Regions from separate parts of the Mus musculus genome. Here region 2 is linked to region 1. A link is a contact called in public HiChIP or PLAC-seq data. All regions are on one chromosome and are shown on one strand. The core of a region is the stretch at or near the end of the contact, and the rest is flanking DNA. Distances in the headings are between cores, read along the strand shown. Region 1 has its middle 56 kb from the start of Gm33436. Region 2 has its middle 28 kb from the start of Gm26422.

Region 1 (5,352 bases), core at 1,104-3,603:
TGCCGGCTGGCAAACCAGGGATGCACTATCATTTCTGAGAATCCTCGGAAAAGGTACCGTGTAAGGAAACAGAAGTTACTGTTTGCTTGTTCTCCAGTGTGCTGGCTATGGAAAAGGCCTCTTACCCAAATGTGCAATCTAGTGACAGCCTTGAACTGTTTCTGGTGAAGCAGAGTAGACAGTGTCCTGAGAGTAGCTTAAAATGCTCTGTAAGCCACTAGAGGTATTGTGATCTCATGCACACTCTCAGTGTGAGTGTCAAGCAAGAGAAAGGAGCTCTAAGAGGGATGAAGTACATGGGCTAAGAGCCTTTGACTGGAACATAATTCAGCACACCGGTTAAGAGTCTATAGCATCTCAAAATCACTTGCAGAGAACAGTCCTTTGCCGTACCCAAGAAGAAACCACCTATTCAATGAACAGATATTCAAGAACCATTACAGATATCGGCTGATTCATAATCTGTAATTGAGGACAAATGATAGCTGGTTAAAAAAAATTCAGAATGCTGTATAGAAAGCATCTGATATGCTACTCGATTAAATACACAAATAGGAGACAACATAACGCCTTCTTGTTACATCAGTGGCTTCAGACCAGGAGCAGCATAGCAATGCCCACTCTCGGGACTTCTGCTCCAAGCCTCACTTGGGCAAGGGCAGAGCTGAGGTAGGTGTTTGTACCTGTCACAAGGTCTAGAAAGCAGTGAACGCTCTGGAGTAGTTCTTATCAGAGATGAGGAATAGGTTGGTGTGTCAGAGCTTCTCAGGAGAAATGCTGTGGTCCTTCACAGATCTCCCAAACTTCTTACATAGCTCTTGATTTTGTTACTTGACATTGCCACATCAAGACGATAAACTTACCATTTCTCCCTCAAGGAACAATTCATTCGAGATCATGTCATGTTACCTTGCTTTCCAATGTGTTATACAGTATCTTAAGGAAAAAAAAATATTTTTATGTCTATTTGGGTGCCTACAGAGACTGGTAGAGGGCACTGAATCTGGAGTTACAGGTGGTCATGGGCTTCCTGGGTATTGGGAGCCAAAGTTGGATCCTCTGGAAGAGCTGCTCCAGTCTTAACGAATGGGCCATCTCTCCTGCATTTGCATAATAATTTGCATAGTTTTAGACATAAATAAAAATGTTCCACAGGCCTTTCCATAAGGTCTTTATCCACTAAGCACTCTGAAATACAGTCTCAACTTTCATACTTAAATATTTCATACTTAAGGTTGTATTGTACCTACAATTCTGTACTCAACACCTTGGCATGAGTACTCTTCTGGTCACCAAAGTTCTCGCTTCATATTTCAAGAATCTATCATGCTCCCAATTAGTCAGGAAGGAAACTGTTGTGAGTCTTTGGATGGAGCAGGGCAGGGGGCGATCCTGGTGACCTAGTGACTGCTGTCAGTTGAGGTACATGGGGGCGGCGAGCTGCTGGGGTGGAGTGTGCAGCCAGCAGTAAGGGGAAGAGATAAAACTGAGCTTCTCTGGGATGTTCAACCCAGAGAAGTACAGCGCTGTTGAGTGACAGTTGCTCACTTCAGACTGACTTCTTCTGGAACAGGATTCTGGCTTATTCCAGTTGGCAGAACCAACACTAGGAGGTGAAATGGCAAGAGTCTCCACTTGGCAAGAAGATGTGAAGGCTGTTAGAGATACTCTGTGAAGTGTGGGGAAGCATCATTAGAGGAACAAGCAGCAGAACAGCTTTAGGGGCACCAAAGGGTGGGGTATGTCTATTCTTCTTTATGTTCTGTGCCCATGTGAATGATCAAGTCTTCACATTTTAGAATAATAATAATAGCACTACTGTGTGTGTTTAAGCCAATGCCACCTGCTTTTAATTCGGAGCAGCTAGGGAGACCTAATGGTACTTTGTGCCTAGCTATGTGCTTGCCAGCTCTTTGGCTTTTGCTGTTCCGTGGCCACCTCTGGCCTTAGAAATCCCACCAAAGTCACTCTGCAGTCTAAGCAACAAAGCCCACAATGTGGGTGCTTGCTCCCATCTCTATGATTAATACGACTATTTGGGGTCTTCCGTTGAAGCCCAAATTTGAGCAGGACATGCTCTGAGACATTCAACACTCTCTGGCAGTTGGCCTTGAAGTTCGTACTGCCTCTGGTCTCTTTCTGGGCTCACACTGAAGGTTGAATAATAAAATCCTCCCTCTAGTGGCTCCAGCTCAAACATGATCTTATCTTACAGAGATGGAGCTCTAGTGCCTGAGACACTCTGGAGCCCATGAGTAAGATTCAAATTCCACTGCTGAGCACTTGATCCCCCAGAAGGCTATGCACGCACACCTCCTGGCTGTGCCAGTGACCCCAGATACTGATGATCCTGACCAGTGCACAGCAGCCAGCCACAGAGCACATGGTCACCACCCTGTCCCCAGCCATGGCTGAAGATGCTGATCTCACTGCTTTGGTATTTAAGAAACCGCTTAGCTTTCTTCAAACCCAAGTTCTGATTCTTCTGCCCTCCCCCAACTACTGGATACATTAGGCTTTTTGTGGAAAGGGGAAGAGGGAGAGTGTGATAGGCTGATGATCTCTGTAGCAATGTTTCTGGGTCTGTCTCTTTTGGGCTGTGCAGACGGGGAGAAGCTACTTACTGTTGGTTGTGTGTCCAAATTTAAACAGTCCCTAAGGGGCTAGGGAGCCTCACCTTTCTCCCACTGATATTGTATTTGTGCTCCCTTGGACATACAGAGGGCCTTCACTCATCAAGTCAAGGATGCTGGGGTACCGGGACTCTAGCACTCTGCAATGCCACCAAAGGCAGCAAGCACACACTAGAGAACTGTTGTATCCATACTTTTCCTTTTTCCAACCCACAGTTCAACCTTTCCACTTTGCCGACTAGAAGGTAATTTTGACACAAGCTAACCTCCCAGCAAACTTTGGCTTATCCACAGAAGTGCTGCCCCTTGTCTTTGTATACTAAGTCAACATGTAACTACGTCAAGTTCCATGTACATAGGTGTTCCTAAACTCCTGGAAATGGCTAGCCCATGTCCATCATTCTGCATGAGAATTAGAGAGTCCTCAATGAAATATTTAAGGGAAAAATACCTCTGCATTGCACATGCATGGACTATCTTCCTGTCATTATGAACGTTACAATATAACTGTTATTAGACAGCATTTTGTTGCATTAGGCATCACACAAGATCTAGCAATGACTCAAACTATATAGGCAGTTATATGCAAATATTTATTTATTCATTCATTTAATTTATGAGTACACTGTAGCTCTCTTCCATTACACCACAAGAGGGCCTCAGATCCCATTACAGATGTTGTGAGCCACCATGTGGTTGCTGGGGACTGAACTCAGGATCTCTGGGAAGAACAGTCAGTGCTCTTAACCACTGAACCATCTCTAGCCCCCACAAATTTATTACTTAAGGGACTTAAGTATGTGTGGATCTTGGCATCTATGGAGTCTTAGGACCCATACCCCCTGTGGATACCAAGGGATGACTGTCTAATGTAGTCAGTTGGATACACAGGGAACGTGAGACCTTATTAGGTTAACAAAGCTTACGATGCCATGCAACTTAGTGATTCCTCTGGCTTCTGCTGTTATTCATAGGGAAGGGCACATAGGTATGTAGTTAGTAAGCGTGGTGGCATCTATTCCTTAAGTTCCGAAATGCCCTTTTTGTCTGAAGCCATGCTCCGCCTGGGATGTGGCATCCTTTGTCTCTGAAGCATTGCTCAGCATCAAGGGGACATATTTCCTCTGCTCAAGAAGCCATCAAGAACTGGGTATAGGGTTTCTCAGCTGTTCCAAGTAAAGGGATCTACATGTCTCTTACCTAATTCAGACAGCACGCCACGGACCTCAGGAGTCATTCAGAAACGAGGGCCTGCGGGACGGTGCAGCGAGCTGACTGAATTTGATCTCTAGGGTCACACGGCAGAGACAGAACTTAACTTACACAAGTTGTCCCCTGACTCCCAAGTGTGCACTGTGGTTTATGAGCAGCCTTCCATCAAACATACACAGAGCAACTGAACAACTGAAAATAAGAAATGTAGTGGGAATTCTACCCTCCACTCTGGTCGAGTCAACTATATGGACAGTACCATATGAACTCCATTAAAACATTTACTCTACTTTGGGTAGGTGTCAATTTTTGGTATTATATGCCTTCAATAAAGCAAGTCAGGGAGGGAAAAGAGAGGTCCCATCCCCATCCCCCAAGTGCATCATGGGTGCCTCCAATTGTGAACAAAGAACCCACTTTTAAAAGGCTGTGGTTTAATATAAGGTTATTTTGACATATTAGTGCTGGCTGCAAATAGGAAAATGTCTTTATTTTGTTCCAAGCAATGGGTAATTAATGCAAGAGCACCACCTAGGATGTCTGAGGCCAAGGACTGTTGCCAATACCACAAAAGAACCAGAAGCTCCAAAGCAGACCATGAGTGGGGTAGTTCGGGCTGGACTTAGGGCCAGGTGATATGTAATAGATATCTAAGGTCATAGCACAGATTTAAACAAGTAGCAACACAGGAGTGGAAAGGTTTCTTATTTTTTTTCAAGAAAATGGAATTTTCTGTCCATATGGAATCTGACCTAATTTTCAACTCAATTCTGAACCAGCCTACTGAGCTGACGAGCGAGGTCAGAGGTGAGGTGACATTTTGATGTGTGACTTCCATCTACTTTCAAAAAACCGACAGGAAGAAGAAAGTTTCAGATGTTTTTATTCAAAGGTTCTCAAAAGAAATAAAACAGAAAAAGCTAACAATCTGATCAAATGTACAGTTCAAAAATGTCTTTTGGCGTTTAACAAGTCCTAGGAAAGAAAACTACAGAGTCATCTTGAACCGGTAAATAAGTCACCACTGGCAAGTATGTAGCACTAGTAGAACAAAAATAAAAAATTAACTCTCTTGATCATATAGATATCTCTATGAAAATCTTTTTTTTCAATCTGTACAAAAGGTCTTTCTTCATAAATTAATTTTTTTTATAATTTAATGGCTGTCTACTATGTGATGTTTAACTGACATTTTTTTTCTTTTATATGTACAGAGGTTGTTTCCCAAATCTGACCCAGACGAGTATGGCACTTAGTTCAGACATACCTAGCAGCAGATCTCCCCTCCCCTACTGACTGAGCTATCAACTTTCTGTCTTAACTAATGGAAAAAAATATCAAGTAGTGAGAGTCTTGGGCTGATCAACATACTCGATCCACGGAGGGTGTGCTGCCTTCAGTCTGGACTTCACAAAGCACAAGTTTTAGGGAGCATAAAACCAATAATACCACAACTTAAAAAAAACAAAAACAGAAACAAAACCAAAACCAAGAACAAGAACAAAAA
Region 2 (5,053 bases), core at 2,037-4,536, 560 kb after region 1:
AGAGAACTCAGACACCACCTAGCTTAACCACATAGTCTTAAGAATGAACTTAATTGAGTGTGCAGTTGAACCTAAACAATTAGATTACTATATGCATACAACCATGCTCATTAAATTAAGTAATGACCGTCTCTTAATGCAAAAGGAACATCTATACTGTGACCCTAAGAATAGCCTCTTCCCGGCCCTGCTGTGAAAATAATGCTGAACTGTTTTGTTTTTCTAAAACTAATCAAATAGCAGTTCTGTTTTCCTGTCCACCAAAATTAGGAAGAAGTCTATTTTCTACACTAATGGTCTTTTAGTTATTTTATTTTTTGAGATTATAACATAATTACATCATTTCCCCCTCCTGCTTCCTCCCTTTAAATCCCTCCATATACCCCTTCTTACTTCTCCTTCTTCAAATTCATGCCCCCCCCCTTTTTTTCATGACTGGATTTTGAGACACCTTCTCTCTCTTGGTCATGTAACATCCTGGAAATGGAAACAAACAGGCACAGATTTCAGATGTTAGCCTCCATGTGCTTGGAAGAGGCTACTAGGGCTGGGAGAAGTTAAAAACTCTGGTGTCAGCTGCCTTGTGACCTGCCCAACTACTAGAGACTCTCACCAAAGTGGCTTATTGTCAGGGCACATGGGGTCCTATTCCTCCCATATCTTGCCATCCTACACAACTGCCTTCTAGAAATCTCTTTACCATGTTCCCCTGTCACTGCCCCATGTCTGTAAGACAGAATGGTTTGGGATTAAATTGTTCCTTCAGTAAATGTCCCAGTATAAAGCCTCCATTCCATCTACCTTTTTGCACAGTCCACCTTCAATGTGGACTACCCTATCTGTTCACAGATAGGGAAATAAGTGACTTGAGCCAAGTTAGGGGCTACATTCTCTGTGTTTACAGAGCAGCACTACTACTCAACAATAGCAAATCTTTTGATTCAATGAGCAGTCAAGGGTGCATCTGTTCAGAAGAATTCCTCCACATATAAATGCTGGGAATAAATATTTCAAACAGCTGACCAGATCAAACAAATATGACCATAACAAATGGGATACCATTTAAAAATGTTTATCTGTCTCCATTCAATTTACATGTGAAAGGAAAAATAAACATTTATGCTTGGTGTGGTAGCACAGGCTTATAATCGCAGTATTTGGGAGTCTGAGTCAGAAAAATCTTGTTCAAATACAAGCAGGACCATGTGGAGACACTCTGTTTCAAACAAACAAACAAACAAACAAACAAACAATTTCCAATTCTAATTTTTAAATTTCTAATCCTTCCATTTAAACAATGTTAATCCCTCCCAACTACAGGTAAGGACAATTCACCATACTTCATAACCAAGGACTGGCTAGCAAGTTAACAACATCCAGCCTTGTTACATAATGTCTTACAGCACTTGCCATACATGAGCTGATTTGGGCACATGAATTATAAATATATGTGCTTGAATATGGGGCCTGTGGGCAAGAGTTGCATCATTTGGCATCTTTTCTATAGACTTTCCCCAGAGCTCTGCACACTGAGTATTCAATAACTATCACAATTATTGATGAATTAGTAGAGAAAAGGGAGCAGATGATCTAGTTATAGTTTCTTGTTAGCATATGAAGACAAGTTAGCTATGTATTGCTGAAACTTGATAACTTTTTGGTGATGTGATGGTGGTATGTATGTGTGTGTGCTTGTGTGTTTGTGTGTATACATGTGTGCATGCATACATGTGTTTGTTTATATATGTATGTGTGTGTATGTGTGTGTGTGTGTAAAACTTTTGTCATTACTATTACAACATTTTATAAGAGTATCATTTGGAGACACAAGCATAAATCTAATTAAAGGAATTATATAGCAATGATGAAGCCCTGGCAGAATAAAGATGTTCTTGTGTAGAAACAAATCACACTAGGGCCCCTCCAGGAAGGCTGGGATTTTAATTTACCATAATGAATTCATACTTCTGTGCTTGAAATTTCACAAAGTAAAACCTCATTTAAATGTTCACAGTTCATAAAGATCACTATGTACCTTTGTGCCCCTGCTTGATGTTGTGTGCACTGATTCAGAGCAGCACTAAGCCATAGAAAGACCATGTGCACAGTGAGAGCCTCCTTCATTCAACACACACTGCGTTAGTGTCCTAATCACCTGCTCAACGCTGGTCCGGCCTCGCCCTATCCAGCTCTGTGATGTTCCTCTCCAGAACTCAATGTTCTCACCTCACTCATGACAAATCCATCAGACTCAAACTCAAGGACTGCCTCCAGAGTTACCATCACAGCCATACTTGCAAAGCTGCCAAGGTTGTGTAAAACAGGGCAAGTGGAGAAACTGGCACAGGCCAGAGGAGAGTAAGGAGATATGGCAACTGAATGCAAGGTGGGATCCTGGACCAGACAAGGGGGGCCTTGGTGGGAGAGCTGTGGAATCCAAGATAAAGCTGTTGTCTTGTCAGTTGAAGAGCGCCACACTCTGACAAGCGTGTCATAGTCACCTGAGATGCTGACAAGAGGGGAAACTGGCAAAGCACACAGTGAGAACCCCTCATGATGTCTTTACAACATCTCATAAATATGTAGTGATTTCAAAAACAAACTTTGTTTAAAGCATGTAGATAGAGAGATAGATGGATAGATAGATGGATAGATAGATAGATAGATAGATAGATAGACAGACAAAATCACCCTAATTCGACTTCTCAACAACTTAGTGACAATATAGGAAATAACAGGTGGACACCTGTCTTTTATTACTCTGTGACTCTACACTGTGCACTATGAATAAATATATTAGTCAAGATGAGATCTCTTAGTTGAAACTGATAGAAATTTCAACTGAAAAATAAGTAAACTGATAAGCTGATTTGATAGGTTAAGGTGCTTGCCAGCAAGCCTCATCACCCTGAGTCTGAGCCCCAGGACCTTCATGACCCAGCTTCGCAAGTTGTTCTCAGACCTATACATACATGTGTGTATATGTGTGGCATGCACTCACATATACGTCTGCACCCACAATAGGAATGTGATCAACATAAGAAAAAGTCAATTTTCCCTGGTTCATATGACCGAAATTCTGGTGGGTGTGATTCTGGCTCCAGATAAAAAGGGGGGGGGAGGTGGTGTCATCAGCTCTCCCTCATCTGCTGCCCCACCTTCCATTGCATTTGCTTCATCCTGAAACTTTGATCACGACCCTGCGTACTTCTGACTCATATCCTCTCAGTTCAGCTTCATCAGAAAAGAGAATAGGCTTCTTTTTCAACAGAGCATCTTGGTGATTCTGACTGAATCATGTGCCCAGGCACAAACCCCTATGACTCAGGATTGCAACACCTAGGTCCTGAGGTGTGAGTTAAGGTGGGGAGGGAATGCTTTTGTTGCTCACTGACTAATAGTTGTTCCTTAAAGGGGAAGCCTATCTTCTTGAGACAGGCCTGAATAAGTGGATATAGAATAACAAAGGGCCTCCTCCAGGCTTCTGTCCTGGTTCACAGCCAACACGTCTCTCTAGAGACTATCTCCAAAGTATCCTCGTGTCTTCCTGAACCTCACTCATGGTACTTCTAGCAGCCCAGGGTGTAGGGCAGGTGGACTTCCCTGCCATAAAAGAATCCATGCTGTTGTACTCTATGAGTTAAATCCTCCTTCACAGCAGCTACATTTTCTCCTGCCCCTCTCATCCCTAGCTCACTTACAGTTTCTGAAGCTGGCATGCTAAGCAGCAATCGCCATTTGATGTAGATGTGGCTTCACAACTGTACTGTGAGCCAGCAATACCTTCCCGACAAGAGCTTTTATGGTTATCATCAGTGACTCCAGCCCTTCTCTGGGAAAATTTAAACTGTTTCTTAATCTTGTGTTTTGTCTTGGCTTTGGTTTCAGGGAGAGCTCAACTTCTCCATGCTGCTTGTCCATAAGTCACTGGCGTTTGATGTTTCAGCTTTAAGCATGCCTTCTGCCTGTAATTTTTCACTTTACCTTCTTTAAGTTCACTTGGACCATTTGGGCAAAGCATAATTTCATGCTATTAACATACTCTTGGGTGGGAGCATGGAGAAGCAAACAGAGTGTGTTTTTCTGCCACCTGGGAGATCATATAAAGTAGTCAATGTCTACACTTTAACTGATTGTTGATGTCCACATTGATAGCTCCAACTGAAAACATTTGAAATTACCTCCCAGAAGCTGTTTTCCAGCTTAAATGAAGATGCTTGGACCACATCTACAGTGGACCACAAGTGCCAGGAAGTTAACATTCTCAGGAATAGGCATGAACAAGTGACAGGAGTTGGTAACTAAATACCCCTGTTTCTTTCCTTCTTGGGATTCTTTTGCCCTGTGAAGGAAATGCCTTAAAGTCGCCTGGGGAAATAGCAAAACCTCTTCTGCTCAGGCCTTAGGCAAGATGCCACTGTTTCCATGGAGGAAGAAACCAATCCTGTCTTGAGAGGGTAGAAGACTGGCACAGATCCACAGCTTTGAAGAAGATGTAGAGAAAAACAGCCCCCTGCTCCTAGGGGAGGAACAAAGGACCACCATCAGCGCCTAAGCCTAAGCTAGCAAGCAAAGCCTGAAAATGCTCGTCTATCCGAGGCTGATCACATATCCACAGCAGTGCTTCTCAGCTACAGGGACATGGGACCAGGATGATGAAAAGCTACTGCCTCTCCAGAACAAAGTAGAGAGGTAAGCTTGAAATGCAGAGAAGGAAAAGGAAGCCCTCCATCTCCAGTATGGTACCAACACAGAGGAGCAAGCAACAAAATCTATTGAGTGGAAGGGGTTCTCAGAGGTAAGAAAACACAGCAGCCTGAAACAAGGATGAGTACAGAGGAAAAACCCTCCTCATGCTGGTGCCACACAAAGGCCAAGGAAGAGCAAACTGGAGACGTGGGAGCCTGTGGGGTATCAAGAGTCACAAAACAACAAAATCCAACTCCAGCTTAGCTCCTAAGGGCCTGACAGAAAAGGCTTACAAATTTGTGGACTCAGATTGGTTTTAAATCATTCTCTCCTGCTAAATACATAATGTCTTCTACTTAAATTT

What was found. HiChIP or PLAC-seq counts read pairs in DNA pulled down with a chosen protein or histone mark.
Region 2: an H3K27ac HiChIP or PLAC-seq map of the NIH/3T3 cell line shows a contact between it and region 1, with 7 times the contacts expected there. The contact joins two enhancer-like sites. A contact is called at or near these places in 1 of 484 Hi-C or Micro-C datasets (bone marrow-derived macrophages), 3 of 115 datasets of contacts at active chromatin or transcription factors (the NIH/3T3 cell line, embryonic stem cells and fibro-adipogenic progenitors) and 1 of 9 other capture datasets (embryonic stem cells).

The regions. Positions count from the first base shown.
Region 1 is chr2:60,745,483-60,750,834 of GRCm38.p6, forward strand. It overlaps a transcript of Rbms1 not described here. Among named protein-coding and RNA genes, the nearest start is that of Gm33436, 56 kb to the left of the region's middle. Within about 2 kb of position 2,354, at least 77 of the 459 cell types and tissues checked have an H3K27ac peak or open chromatin away from gene starts, as enhancers often do. A contact at or near this core is called in the NIH/3T3 cell line, where this site is marked.
Region 2 is chr2:61,306,120-61,311,172 of GRCm38.p6, forward strand. No RefSeq gene overlaps it. Among named protein-coding and RNA genes, the nearest start is that of Gm26422, 28 kb to the left of the region's middle. Within about 2 kb of position 3,287, at least 44 of the 459 cell types and tissues checked have an H3K27ac peak or open chromatin away from gene starts, as enhancers often do. A contact at or near this core is called in the NIH/3T3 cell line, where this site is marked.